Linked DNA regions of Triticum aestivum: all the other regions are linked to region 2. Evidence: chromatin contacts called from public Hi-C data. All regions are on one chromosome and are shown on one strand. The core of a region is the stretch at or near the end of the contact, and the rest is flanking DNA. Distances in the headings are between cores, read along the strand shown. Region 1 holds the start of LOC123191338 (ATP-dependent DNA helicase Q-like SIM). Region 2 holds the start of LOC123191327 (transport inhibitor response 1-like protein Os05g0150500). Region 3 has its middle 19 kb from the start of LOC123191338.

Region 1 (4,645 bases), core at 1,696-4,195, 880 kb before region 2:
ATCCAGCGAGCCAATTGTGTCTACCACTTAATCTCCATCTCTATAATACTTGAAGAAACATATTCACTCTTTCCTTCGTCCAACATCTCTTTATATATGGTGTCGCCTTCCCTTATCATGTTTGGTTTTTTTCCCTCTCATCTTTGATTTTTCTCCCATCTAATATTGTTCTTTGATAAATTAATAAACTCTTACCAAATAAGTGCTTAACAGTAAGATTTCATTTCCCCTCCCCTCTCGGACAATTCTCCTAAATAATACAACCTCTGTAAACAAGTCTCTACAACGTCATTTTCTTTTACAAAGGGAGTATTTTCTTTGGTAAGTCAAGAAATTCTTATCAAAAACGTTTTCAACAATAAGATAACGGATAAATCATGGCAATTGCATACAAAAAACTTACTAAGATTTTAGGGCGGAAATGTAATATTATCTCCGTGTCAAAATATAAGAAGTTTTTTAGGCTACACAAACTACAAAAACGTCTTATATTTTGATTTTTTATAGAAAAATTGGTCTTATATTTTGATACGAAGGGAGTAAAAAACATTCAATTATGGGATGAACTACTGGAATGAATTGCAATGCACGGGTAAATTATCCAGTCACTACAAAAGAAGATAAGAGTGACATTCTTTTTAGAATCGAGTGACATTTTTTTGAGATAGAGAATCGAGTGACATTTAGGCCAACTCCACCGCACGACCCCATCCTGTCTGCGCGCGTCCGTTTGGGGTAAAACGGACGAATAGCGCGGCCCAGCGTGCCGCCTGAAACAGACAAATGTCCGGATTCCGTCCGTTTTCGACCCATCTCGACGCGTGCGGACGGCCTGGACGCATGCCCTTGTCCCCCCGTGGCCCGCCTGTCGGGGACACTAGCAGTCCCTCCATTCCCAACACTTTCACCCTCCGCCGGCGCCGCCGCTATTCTCCGGCCGCTTCCTCACCGCGCAGCCCCCGACCGTCCCTACCAAACCATGTCTCGACATGGCCACTACCACGCCCGCGCTTTGGCCGTAGTTTTGGCCGTCGATCGGAGGTTTGGCCGTCGCCGTCTTTGTCGGTCACAGAGGGGAGACGACCGCCGGCGACGTACCACGGCGGCCTCGGCAGCTTCCGACGAGAGCTCCAGAGCGGCCAGTAGCCGGCCGGCAACCACCCCTGCCGCGTTGAGGTGATCATCGCGGCCTCTTCGCCACCACGACTGCAAGATATTCGGCATTTTGCCCATAAAGGTATGGACAGTGGAGACGAGTTTTTCTTCCATCACTTCCTTTGTTCATCGGATAATTCATCGTCGGATGATGAAGATCTTGTGGTGGCTGCACTGGTCGTTCACGACCACATTCAACGGTAGCTTCCTCGGTACAGGGGGTCAGTCCCTAGTTGTGCTCCCAACCTGAACCGCAACAGGGAGAGAGGCCACGCCCTGCTCTATGCTGATTACTTTGCCAACACCCCGCTCTTCAAGCCGGATAAATTCCGCCGCCGTTTTCGAATGGCAAGGCATGTGTTTAATCATATCCGAGAGGGAGTGGTTGCTCATGGCCCATACTTCGAGTGCAAGACGGATGCCCTGGGCAAGCTTGGATTCTCCTCTTACCAGAAATGCACCGCGGCCATCCGCATGCTTGCATATGTAATTTCAAGCGATCTGGTGGATGAGTATGTCCGTATGAGTGAGACAACATGTCTGATGTCAATGTCTAAGTTTTGCCAGGCGTGATCGAGGTGTTTGGCCCAAAGTACTTGAGGCAGCCAACTGCCGCTGATACAGAGAGATTGTTGGCGACCAATGCAGCTAGAGGCTTTCCAGGCATGCTTGGTTGTATAGATTGTATGCACTGAGAGTGGAAGAACTGTCCATTTGCTTGGCAGGGCCAGTACAAGGGGCATGTCAACGGGTGCACTATCATATTAGAAGCGGTGGCATTGCAGGATCTTTGGATATGACATTCTTTCTTCGACATGGCAGGTTCTCACAATGATATCAACGTGCTGCAGCGTTCTCCAGTCTTCGCGAGGCTTGCAGAAGGCCACTTCCCACCTGTCAACTTTGAGATCAATGGCCACCAGTACAACAAGGGATACTATCTAGCAGATGGTATATATCCTCAGTGGTCAACTTTTGTGAAAACAATCTCGAAACCCCAAGGTGAGAAGAGAAAGAGATTTGCCCAAATGCAAGAGAGTGTTAGAAATGATATGGAACGTGCTTTTGGTGTACTTCAATCCCGGTGGGGTATCGTTCGAAACCCTGCACTGTCATGGGATGAAAGGAAGCTTTGAGAGGTGATGACTGCTTGTGTGATCATGCATAACATGATCGTCAAGGACGAGCGTGATGAGAGTATCTTCGACCAAGGATTTGATTATCAAGGTGAAAATATTGAGCCCCTGCACCAAGACCCGGCCACATTTAAACATTTTGCCCAATTCCATCGTGAGATGCGTGATTGACACTCATTTGAATCTTCAAAATGACTTGATTGAGCACGTGTGTGATCACATTGGCAACCAATAGATGTATTGGTCCATTTTATGTTCAGTTACGACAATTTCGATTTGGTTGTAAAATTATTATAATTTTCAGACAAATATTTGGGTTGTAAAACTAGTTTTGATGAAAATATAGGCATTTTGGCCTTGACGGACTGGATGGGACAAAGGGATGGGGCCGCGCGCTGGGCGCACGGCCACCGCATCCCAGGACACGTCCGGACACGACTCCATCGCCATATCCAAACGTACAGAATCCGGACAAAACGGACGTCCGTTTGAGGTCGCGCGGTGGAGTTGGCCTTATAAGGGGTACGCTATAGCAAGTGATCTTCACACTTTTCTGGGCCTCGCATGTCATTTGGGGTCATGTTTTGCAAGCCTGGCCTAAACCCAGCCCGGCCCAGACAATACCCAAGTCTTGCGGGTGAGCCTGAAAAGTTCTTCTAATCGGAACCGCGTGTCTCCCTCGCTCGCGCGCCGTCCCGTTGGTCCCAGTCCCACATGGCAGCCACGGCCCTCGAACGAAACTCCAGGCTTCTGCCGCATTCTCTCCCGTGATTCGAAACCAAAACCCTCGCCGTCCCATTCCCCTCCCTCTCCGGAGCTGCGAGCAGAGGGCGGCGGCGGCGTGAGGCGGAGGGCGCGGAACGAATTGGGGATCCTGCACCGAGGAGCCCGATTCCACAGGTAAATCCTCGCCGTTTCTTCTCGCCGGTCCCGCCCTGTTCGATCCGACCCTAGCCGCTCCACCCAATTCGGTTCTAGTTCGAACCGAGAACCCCGCGTACGGCGACTGCTCTCCTCGCCCATCTAAACCGGAATTAGGGGCAGCGCCAAGCAATTGCATGGAAATTAATCGCCGCCGCGTTCTGTTTTATTGACAGGTCAACCCAGGCGAACTATTCACCATCGTGCAGCTTAGCACCGAACCTCGACCTCAAGGATCTGCTGTTCTTCAGCAAGTGAGCACCGAGCTTGGTTTGGAAGCACAGCTCACTGGTTCTGATCATGGATGCCAATTCTGCCGGCACTGATGTATCTGCTGATCATGTCATTGCCGAGTTGCTTGAGATGGGGTTCGAGTTCGACAAGATCAGTGAAGCCATCGGTGTTGTCGGTCCGTGCCGTGCTGACGTGGTGGAGTTTGTGCTGAATGGTTCTGGTAGTGCACAAAGAAAGCCAGGTGGGGGGTCGCAAAGACGCTCTTCTGACAGGAGTGCTAGACTGGCTAATCCCAGGGGGAAATTTAAGCAGTCTAGCATTACTGATCATATCGCGTCAACCACTGGCAGTAAAACCGAGTCTTGTGGCGAGGAGCCAAGTACCTCATATTCTTGTTTAGCGGCCAACATGAACCCTGCATCGACTGCTGCTCTCTGTTTTCAACCAAAGCCAAAACATCAGACTTTGGTTGATGATCCTAGAGGCGAGTTTGACCGGACCGACAAAATTTGTGCTGTTTTGCAAAAGCATTTTGGATTCTCCTGTGTGAAGAGTTTCCAAAAGGAAGCCTTGGATGCTTGGTTTGCTCACAAGGATTGTCTTGTTCTAGCAGCAACTGGATCAGGTAGTTTATTATTATACAATCTCTATATTGTTATGCAAGGTTTGAGGCACCTGTAATAAAATAAATGATGTGAAAATGACCATGTTGGCAGGGAAGTCACTTTGCTTTCAGATTCCAGCTCTTTTGACTACGAAGGTTGTGGTGGTGATCTCACCCTTGATTAGTTTGATGCACGACCAGTGCCTAAAACTTGCAAAACATGGGATATCAGCATGCTTCCTTGGATCAGGGCAACCAGATAATCGTGTTGAGGGCAAAGCCATGGCTGGCATGTATAAGATTATTTATGTTTGCCCCGAGACAGTTTTAAGGTAATCATTCTGCTTTTGATTGCTAAAATTGATTCATTGGTCATCATGCTTACTCGGGAAGTTCTGTACATGCAGACTGATGGAACCATTGAAGAAACTTGCAGAAAAACCAGGGATCGCACTTTTTGCCATTGACGAGGTTCATTGTGTTTCTAAATGGGGTCATGATTTCCGACCTGATTATAGGTCTGCTCTTGTATTCGATATCCTATATTAAAGGTGCAAATCAGTATCTAGCACTGTTTTTCATCATTACTTGTTAG
Region 2 (4,656 bases), core at 269-2,768:
CATTCGTCAGACCGTCGGGTTTCCAGGCGTTTCCGCATGGGACCCCACCGTCAGACCGACGTGGCGGACGTGCCCGGACGCCTCATATCCGCCCCATATTTAGGCTTGATATGAGGGTGCCGGTCTGCCCGGGCGTTTGAGGGCCATTTAAGAGGCCCGTTTGGGTCAAAAAATCATGATCGCGCGGTCTGTCCGGATGTTTGAGATGGGTTTAGGGGTCCGGTTGTAGATGCTCTTATCGTGCACAGTTCGTCCAACTATTGTGGTTGTCTGTTTAGCAACGTTGGGGCTGTTTGGATTGTGACTATCTTTGCCATATATTGCCACATGATTTTTGCCACACTTGCCTTAGTTGAGTTGCTCAAATTGTTAGCCACACTTTGGCTTGTCTAAAGAAATCTTGCCACACTTTTTATATCTATGACATGTGAGGTTCACCGCTCATAAAAAAATCCTTGCCTTAGGTGTAGCTAAAACCAAACACCTACCTAATTTGATCAAAATTACCTAAGATTAGGTGTGACTGAGAACTAAGGCCCTGTTTGGTTCATAAGTCCTAGGACTTTTTCTAGTCCTAACTAAAAAGTCCCTAGTCCCTAAAAAGTCCCTCTCTGTTTGTTTCCAGGGACTAAAAAGTCCCTAGTCCCTCTCTACAGGTTATTAAATGACCATGTTACCCCTAGTATATAGAAAAATAACAATCAAACAATATTATGGGGTGGCGGGCCAATGGGTGTATGCAGGGGCATTGTTGAAAAAGTCTCAAAAAGTCCCCAAAAGACTCTCCTTAAGAGTCTTCTCCATTTAGTCCCAAAAAGCAACTTTTAGTCCCTAGTAGTCCCTCCCGTTTGATTAAAAAGTCTAAGAGGGACTTTTTTAGTCCCTACACCAAAAAGTCATTGGAAACAAACACCCCCTGTTCATTTAGTCCCCAAAAGCAACTTTTAGTCCCTAGTAGTCTCTTCCGTTTAATTAAAAAAATTTAAGAGAGACTTTTTTTAGTTCCTACACCAAAAAGTCCTTGGAAACAAACACCCCTAAACAGCCCCGTTCATTTCAAAGGAACAACAGCCCCGTTCATTTCAAAGGAACACCGTCCGCCACAAACCACTCCGCACAGAATCCAGCGTCCACGTCCCAAATCCCCAAAAAACCCAAGCTGAAACAAGCGCCTCAATCCTACCATCAGTTCCATCACTGTTCATTCCCTCTTCATGCTCGCTCGCTCGCCCCTAGCTCAGCACACAGCAGTAAAAGAATAGTTCTTTTCTCCCTCCAAACAAATAAATCTGAAACAGTGAGAACTAAACCTGAAATACATTACAGAAAATATAGAAAATGTCCTCTATCTAAAAGAAAACAAAAGGACAACGACAGTGCACACTCACTCCTCTCTCTCTCACTGTCTATCTAAAGAAAATAAAATGGAAATCTCCTTCTAAAAAAATGAAAATAGAAAAGCAAGGAGAGAGAGAAAGAGAGGTGAGGGTGAGAGGAGAGAAGTAGAGAGAAGACCAGGGGGGAGAGCAGAGACAGAAGAGAGAGCCAGCAGCCTCTCTCTCCACCCCTCCTCTCCAGATGCTCTCCCTGCCGCCGCCGCCGCCTCCCCGCGCGCTCCACCGGCCCGCCCCAGCCGCCGGGTAGCCAGCCCGGGCCACCGACGGCCCGCGCCGCCCCGATGGGCCGCGGCGGCGCGCGCGACGGCGCCGGCCCCGCCGCGGCCGCCGCGCCCCCCTGGCACTCGCTCCCGGACGAGGTCCTGGAGCACGCCTTCTCCTTCCTCCCCGCCGCCGCCGACCGCGGCGCCGCGGCGGCCGTCTGCCACGGCTGGCTCGGGGCCGAGCGCCGCTCCCGGCGCCGCCTCGCCGTCGCCAACTGCTACGCCGCCGCACCGCGCGACGCCGTCGACCGCTTCCCCTCCGTCCGCGCCGCCGAGGTCAAGGGCAAGCCCCACTTCGCGGACTTCGGGCTCGTCCCGCCCGCCTGGGGCGCCGAGGCCGCGCCCTGGGTCGCCGCCGCCGCCGAAGGCTGGCCGCTTCTCGAGGAGCTCAGCTTCAAGCGCATGGTCGTCACCGACGAGTGCCTGGAGATGATCGCCTCCTCCTTCCGGAACTTCCAGGTCCTGCGCCTCGTCTCATGCGAGGGATTCAGCACCGCCGGCCTCGCCGCCATTACCGAAGGTTGCAGGTGAGGCCCCGACTTTGGCGGTCAAGCTTTGAGCTAAGACGGGAGATTTGGGCGCTTCTTTGCTTCCTTCTCTTGCAGATTTGAGCCTTGTTCGGTCATTTGAGCTTTCGGTTTTTGTGATCTAACTAGTTCTTGGTTCGGCTAAAATGATTACATTTTCTCTGCTTTTCCTCAAAATGGTTCAACGATTTTGAACTAAACAACTGATTTTCTTGTGTGCGTATCATTTGGTACTTCTTTGAAATAGATGCAAGTTTCAGTTAAGATTTGATCTACTCCTAGTTTAAGTGTGAAAGGATTTGATCTATTCGAAGGAGGTGCTATTGTTATTTCTCTCCTAATACGCTCAAGTGTGTTCTTGTGCTAGTCAAACGAGTGTCATGTCTTTCAAAGCTTTGAACTGTGATTTGCAAACTAGCCTTCATCCTGTTCTCCAGAAGCTTTGGCCCATGTTTGATTGCATTGTGTGAGCATGACCTCTGGTGAACGGATCTGTGGGATTGGCAGACGATATATATCTATCTGTGTACCAATGATGGATGCATCCCTTTTTCTCTTTTTGCCAAAAGGATGGAATTATTTCTAGTTTAATTAAAACCAATCAGATGCGCCTTTACTTAAAAAAATGTATACCCCCACGTCATGAGCCCGAGGCACCGGATCTCGCTTGAATTGTTCTCCTTTCAATTTTTCAGTTACCTTCGCGTGTGTTTGTGGACTTGCCCTCCTGATTTGAGCTTCTAGATTCTAAAGAAACATGTCTTTAGCATGTTCTGAAGATATGGATCCCCATTTCTGTGGTTTTCCCCTTTTTTTGGGGGATTCTCAAGGGAGAATGTGATATTTGCTCCAGTGCTCATAATGCCTGCATATAATGGATTAGTGAAACAAGCAACTTTGATCCCTTCCTTTGTATAGTCTGATTAGTTGAGCTTGCGGGAATCCCTTAGACAGAAAGTAGGAATTTATAAGATCCGTACCTTTTAAAAAGGAACTTGAAGGATTTGGTACGTAGGAATTTGGATAGAAATCCATAGTACTTAATGTGCACTACCAGTACTGTTTTGATAGTTTTGAGTGATAGGAAAGTATTAAGCTGTGAGGAAAGGCTAATGATGTTTGATCAGCTTTTGATACTATTGTGTTATCCTGTGCAAACATAGAAGAGAGTCTGCAGTAACTGAATGTGCATTGTTTATATTCTAATCTGATGCCATATATGCAGGTGCATAACAAATCATTAGACTGAACCTTGGTAATACAGATTGTTGTAATCAGTACTGTTTATCGACTATCGTCGAGAAAGAGAGTACAGATACATTTTTTTTCTCGTCGAGAAAGAGAGTACAGATACATTTTTTTCTATCTGAAAAACAAACGCTACATTCACTTGTGAGTGTTCTGTCGATTCTTGGACCTACTATTCAGTTGTCCTTGAGCTTTTCTCACGTCTTTGTCCTAGAAATTTTTGACTACATAGATGTGAGTGCGCACACTTTGTATCATTTGGACTGGACATGACATGGTAATGCAATTTAGTTTGTTAGAAGCACTTTCCTTGTTCTTGTTTTGATAAATAATTTGGTATGTGTGAATTCAACATTTGATGAATCCCTCAATATCTTGTTTTGGATGAGGTTGATAGTTAACATAATTGAATCTAAGTTGGGTAGTTCATATTATTTTTCTTTCCTAAAAAAATATGCTGTGGTTTGGAAGTGGTTGGTCTGATGAGGGGGGCCCAGCTCTAGATCCAATTTATGGCAGAGCTAGCTAGCTCATACTAATCATATCCTGAGGCTGCAAATAATGGAGATCTTAGCAAGTGTCCTTGTCAGCCAAGAAAAACCTGATACTTACCATTATTTTGCATCCAAAATAAGTTCCTGGACTGCCGCCTGATAATCATGGAGACTTTAGGTGTGTGCTGTTATACATTATTGAAGTTGATGTGTCCTGCGTAAAATTGCATTTTGTGAGCATTGAAGTATTTGAGTGTTTCTATTGTTACCTTTTTCATTGCTCTGTCTATCTGTATTGGTTTGCTTGTGATTTATCCAGTAATTCTCTTCTTGTTGCTGCTGTGGCTAGCTTAAATCTGTTGATCTAGTATGCTTGAGAATAGGGGAAGGGACACTAAAATAGTGGACATAGGTGCTGTAACCGCAAAGGCAAAGCAAACCTTATATGCTGAAGACTGATTTTTGCTAATGGTGCTTTACACTGATGTTCCTGTGAAGCACCTTGGTTTGTAAATCATATAACTTGTTCCAGATGGCTCAATCTCCATGAGTCTCTAGATACTAGATAACACAAATTTACTGTAAATGTTGACTTTAAAGTTTTCTGAGCAGTGAGCACATAAAAAACTGATACAACTGGAGTAAGAACATGAACAAAGATCAGTTGAACCCTGAATGAAGCAATACAATGCTGTATCCATTTTCATTATCATGATCTTTGTAATGC
Region 3 (4,601 bases), core at 1,757-4,256, 860 kb before region 2:
CGAACCAGTAGGAGAACCAAGTAACACAACATAAACAACACCTGCACACAAATAACAACTTCTCGCAACCCGACGTGTTAAAGGGGTTGTCAATCCCTTCTGGGGTACGGTGCCTCAAGATAGGCAAACAAATGTGAGGAAAATTTGTAATAGATTGATAGATCGAACGCCAAATAAAATAAATAAGAATAAATTGCAGCAAGGTATTTTTGTATTTTTGGTTTAATAGATCTGGAAATAAATGCAAAGGAATAGTAGATCGTAAAGACAAATATATGAAAAAGAGACCCGAGGGCCGTAGGTTTCACTGGTGGTTTCTCTCGAGAAAAATAGCAAACAATGGGTGAACAAATTACTGTTGGGCAATTGATAGAACTTCAAATACTCATGACGATATCCAGGCAATGATCATTACATAGGCATCACGTCCAAGATTAGTAGACCAACTCCTGCCTGCATCTACTACTATTACTCCACACATCGTCTGCTATCCAGAATGCATCTAGTGTATTAAGTTCATGAAGAAACAGAATAATGCAATAAGAACGACGACATGATGTAGACAAGATCTATCTATGTAGATATAGACCCCATCGTTTATCCTTAGTAGCAACAATACATACGTGTCGGTTCCCCTTCTGTCACTGGGATCAAGCACCGTAAGATCGAACCCACTACAAAACACCTCTTCTCATCGCAAGATAAATAGATCAAGTTGGCCAAACAAAACCCAAATATCGGAGAAGAAATACGAGGCTATAAGCAATCATATAAGAGATCAAAGAAACTCAAATAACTTTTATGGATAAAAAGATAGATCTGATCATAAACTCAAAGTTCATCGATCCCAACAAACACACCACAAAAAGAGTTACATCATACGGATCTCCAAGAGACCATTGTATTGAGAATCAAGAAAAAGAGAGAGAGGGGGGGGGGGAAGCCATCTAGCTACTAACTACGGACCCGAAGGTCTACAAAGAACTACTCACACATTATCGGAGAGGCATCAATGGAGGTGGTGAACCCCATCCGAGGTGTTGTCTAGATTGAATCTGGTGGTTCTGGACTCTGCGGCGGCTGGATCAATATTTCGTCGACTCCCCTAGGGTTTTTGGAATACCGGGGTATTTATAGAGCAAAGGGGCGGTCCGGGGGCACCTGAGGTGGGCACAACTCACCAGGGCGCGCCTGGGCCTCCTGGTGCGCCCTAGTGGGTTGTGCTCTGTTCGGAGCACCCCTCAGGTGCAGCTAGGGCCTATTATGTTCTTTCAGGTCCAAAAAAAATCTCCGTAAAGTTTCTTTGTGTTTGGACTCCGTTTGATATTGATTTTCTGAGATGTAAAAAACATGGAAAAAAAGCAACTGGCACCTGGCACTATGCCAATAGGTTAGTACCAAAAAATGATTATAAAACATTCAAGATTGATAATATAACAACATGGAACAATAAATTATAGATACGTTGAAGACGTATCAGAGCCCAAGCCGGAGCCGGAGCCGTCGCTGACACGGAAGCGCTCCCCGCCTCCACCCACTTGGCCGGAGGAGGCATACTCGTGGACAGGCCAGTACCGCGAGTGGGCGAGCGCGCCTCCTGTCCACGTCATCGACGCAGGAGGCGGCCCACCTTGAGCGCTGGAAGGCGCACTGGTTCCGCCAGAAGCAGGTCGACGGCGAGCGGCAGATGCGCTATGAGGCGATGCTCCATCGCAACGTGGAGGCGCTCCGGCTCGAGGAGGAGGAGCGCCCGCGGCTAGCCGCAATGCCGCAGTCCCAACAGACGCCGAAGGAGGCTGCCCTGGCAGCATACTAGGCGGCGTTCGGGTGGGCTGGCCCTGTTCCCGTCTTCATCGACCTCACCGGCGGCGATGGCGACGGCGGCGTCAACATCAAAGGCAAGGGCAAGACCGATGATGTCTAGGGCAGCGTGCGGGGCGACACAGACTTTTTTTTAATGTTTTAATTAATGTTTAATTAGATTTAAGTGGACTTTGACCAGCGGTTGACAGGCCATTTGTGTTCATTTTGTGTGAGCTGTTTTCTTTTCAACGCCGGCACATTTAGGTCAGTCTCTTGTTGGGCGGTCAAGTCGACCCATTTTGAGAATGCGGACGCGTATATCCGCATGACCAATCCAAACGAATAAAAAACAGACAAAACACGTCCGTTTGGATCGCTCCGTTGGAGTTGCTCTTAGGATCCACCTTCATTTTTCCTGCCGACGAAACAGATATACTAGGAGTAGATGGAGAGGTGAACATTCTCTTTGTTTTATCAATCACATTGGCAAGGTGGCCGGCTGGAAGACGATGCAACGGGCGACACGGCAGCAGCAAAGACCAAGCCGCATGTGCGCGCGCGTGCATCATCAGCCTATTGCTGTACGTCTCCCCTCCTCCCCCCGAGGGCCACGCATCATTCATCGCCATCTAGTACTACGAGGGAGAGCAGGAAAAAGAAAGAGGATAAGAAAAGAGGAAAAGCCGGACGCGTCGATGATGTTTTCGGGAAGGCAGGCCTGAAAAAGGGAGCCGGCCCACCGCGTCAGGGGGCCAAAGCGGAGAAAAGCAGACGAGCGGGCAGGGGTGACGTCACCGGGGGCGCTCCGGTCATTTGGGCTGCCAAATGATTTGGTCAATCGGATCTGGACAGCCGGGCCCACCTCCCCTATCCTCGCATCATGCATGCCACCCTCTCCTCTCTCTGCTTTCTTTTCTTTTCTTTCTTCTCCCTGTCATTATTTTGTGAAAGTGCGGGCTGGAAAAAAGGAATTCCGTGTGAATTCAAATGCTCCTGCTGAAAGGTACACGAGCGCTAGATGTTTTTCTCCGATCCAATGGAGAATAAGTAGTTTCGGGTGAGATTCATGTGACAAGGAAAAGAGAAGATTGAAAAAGGAGTAAGCGATAAGCATCATGAGACGTGAGGAGTTATGATGCATGCATTGCGCAGGAGAGGTGAGATGAGATGATACGGAGGTGCAGCGTACCCAAGCAAGCACACAGGCACAGGAGCGGGCAGGCCTGCTGGCTGCTGGGGCTGGCTCCCTGTAGCCCTTTTTGCCGGCCAAGGAAATTGGGGGAAGGGGAGGGACCTCCCCATGAAAAGAGTAGATTGCACTGCCACTGCGGCAGCAGCAGCAGGATGTCATCCAACTTCATCATCATCTGTCTATGTGGGGATCTATCTAACAACCGGTTTAGGGATTTGGGTTAGGGAATGCGTCCGAATGATTCAAGCTTTTTTAGGAGCATAATGGAGGTTTTTTTGGTGTGTTAGAAAGAAAGAAACCCTATGATGATGGCAGCTCTTTCGTGGATGCTTCTTCTTCATGCATTTTGTTCTAGTAAATCATTTGAGCCGTCGGTGCTAGGGTTTGACATGAGGAGTTTGAACCATATGACGGTGAATATAACAGATACCAATTAGAGACGAAGTTCATGCTACACCACCGCTGGTGGAATCATTAGACCAAACAAGAAGTGGGGTGTTTCGGGTAAGTGCTGATTAGGACATCTGGTTCACATGTAGTACACTTTGTTGGTTTGCTTGGATCTTGACGGAGGCCACATCCTACAAGTTCTAGAAAGTTGTGAAAAAGTACCACACACGTCTACATAGAAGAATGATAGGGGCATCGACATATCTTCCGTGTCAATTTTGGCTAGAAGATAGACCATATGTGGGTTGTACAGAACACATGGTGAATTAGTACAGAACACACGGTGAAACAAGATCTGTTGTTTCTTTCCCTAAGCCGCTGCCGGGTCGTCCCCTTATATACACGGGTTGACGCCCTGCGGTCTACAGAGTCCCGGACGGCTCATACAACGTGTCCGGCTCGGTGACGTCTTTTACATGCCTTACTTTACAAGTCTTATCGTACATGGCGGTTTATACTCATGGACCTTAAGCCGCCTCCGGGCATCGGCCTACTACAACCTTATCATAAGCCGTCACTTTGTATATTCTTCGGGCTTCCTTTAGTTAATCTGCCATTGCTATTGACCCGACCCCTTCTAGGCGGGTCATACCTGGTAGTTATATCCCCAACATTAGGCTCCAGGTTGATTTGAACTTTGTTCTCGTCAATCTTCAATATTTAGAAAAAATCCATCTATTACTGTTTTGCGAAAGCTTTGTAACCCGCCATGACGTCATCTTCGGATTTTTCGAAAACCCGCCACCACGTCATCTTTTAACGGATCTTTATCTTTAATGCCTTCCCTAAAATCGAGGCGCCTGGGTAGCTGGATAACCATGTTTTGGTCTCCTTGTTTTTCGCGCCCACTTATCAGTCTTCTCCTTATAAATAGGCACGACTGGCTTTTCTTCATTCTCCCCCTTTTCCATCATCTTCTTCCTCTCTCGCAACCCTTCTATCGCTCGAGCTCCGCCGCCGCCGCAACGCTCATCGTCGTCCTCAAGCTCGGCCGCTGCATCCCCCTGAGCTGTCCAGAGAAACGACGACGACCCTCCGCAACAGACCTGCATCCGTAAGTTCTTGCTTTCTCACACCTTAGATCTGCATTAGGGTTTGCGAGTTCTTTCCATGTTCTTCGCTATTCATTGCGGATTCCTTGCAGTTTCTCCACCGC

What was found. A called contact is a pair of places that touch in the nucleus more often than the background predicts.
Region 1: a Hi-C map of leaf shows a contact between it and region 2, with 2.6 times the contacts expected there. The contact joins the promoter of LOC123191338 here to the promoter of LOC123191327 in region 2. A contact is called at or near these places in 2 of 5 Hi-C or Micro-C datasets (both in leaf).
Region 3: a contact with region 2 is called in a Hi-C map of leaf, with 3 times the contacts expected there. The contact joins the enhancer-like site here to the promoter of LOC123191327 in region 2. A contact is called at or near these places in 2 of 5 Hi-C or Micro-C datasets (both in leaf).

What each region holds. Positions count from the first base shown.
Region 1 is chr1A:86,133,653-86,138,297 of IWGSC CS RefSeq v2.1, reverse strand. LOC123191338 (ATP-dependent DNA helicase Q-like SIM) reads left to right here and starts at 2,945. Exons shown (of 16, transcript XM_044604122.1): 1 at 2,945-3,191; 2 at 3,389-4,071; 3 at 4,163-4,382; 4 at 4,458-4,568. The coding sequence starts at 3,513.
Region 2 is chr1A:85,252,413-85,257,068 of IWGSC CS RefSeq v2.1, reverse strand. It overlaps LOC123191327 (transport inhibitor response 1-like protein Os05g0150500), which reads left to right and starts at 1,518. Exons shown (of 3, transcript XM_044604116.1): 1 at 1,518-2,187. The coding sequence starts at 1,679.
Region 3 is chr1A:86,113,701-86,118,301 of IWGSC CS RefSeq v2.1, reverse strand. No RefSeq gene overlaps it. Among protein-coding and RNA genes, the nearest start is that of LOC123191338, 19 kb to the left of the region's middle. Within about 2 kb of position 3,006, at least 6 of the 8 cell types and tissues checked have an H3K27ac peak or open chromatin away from gene starts, as enhancers often do. A contact at or near this core is called in leaf, where this site is marked.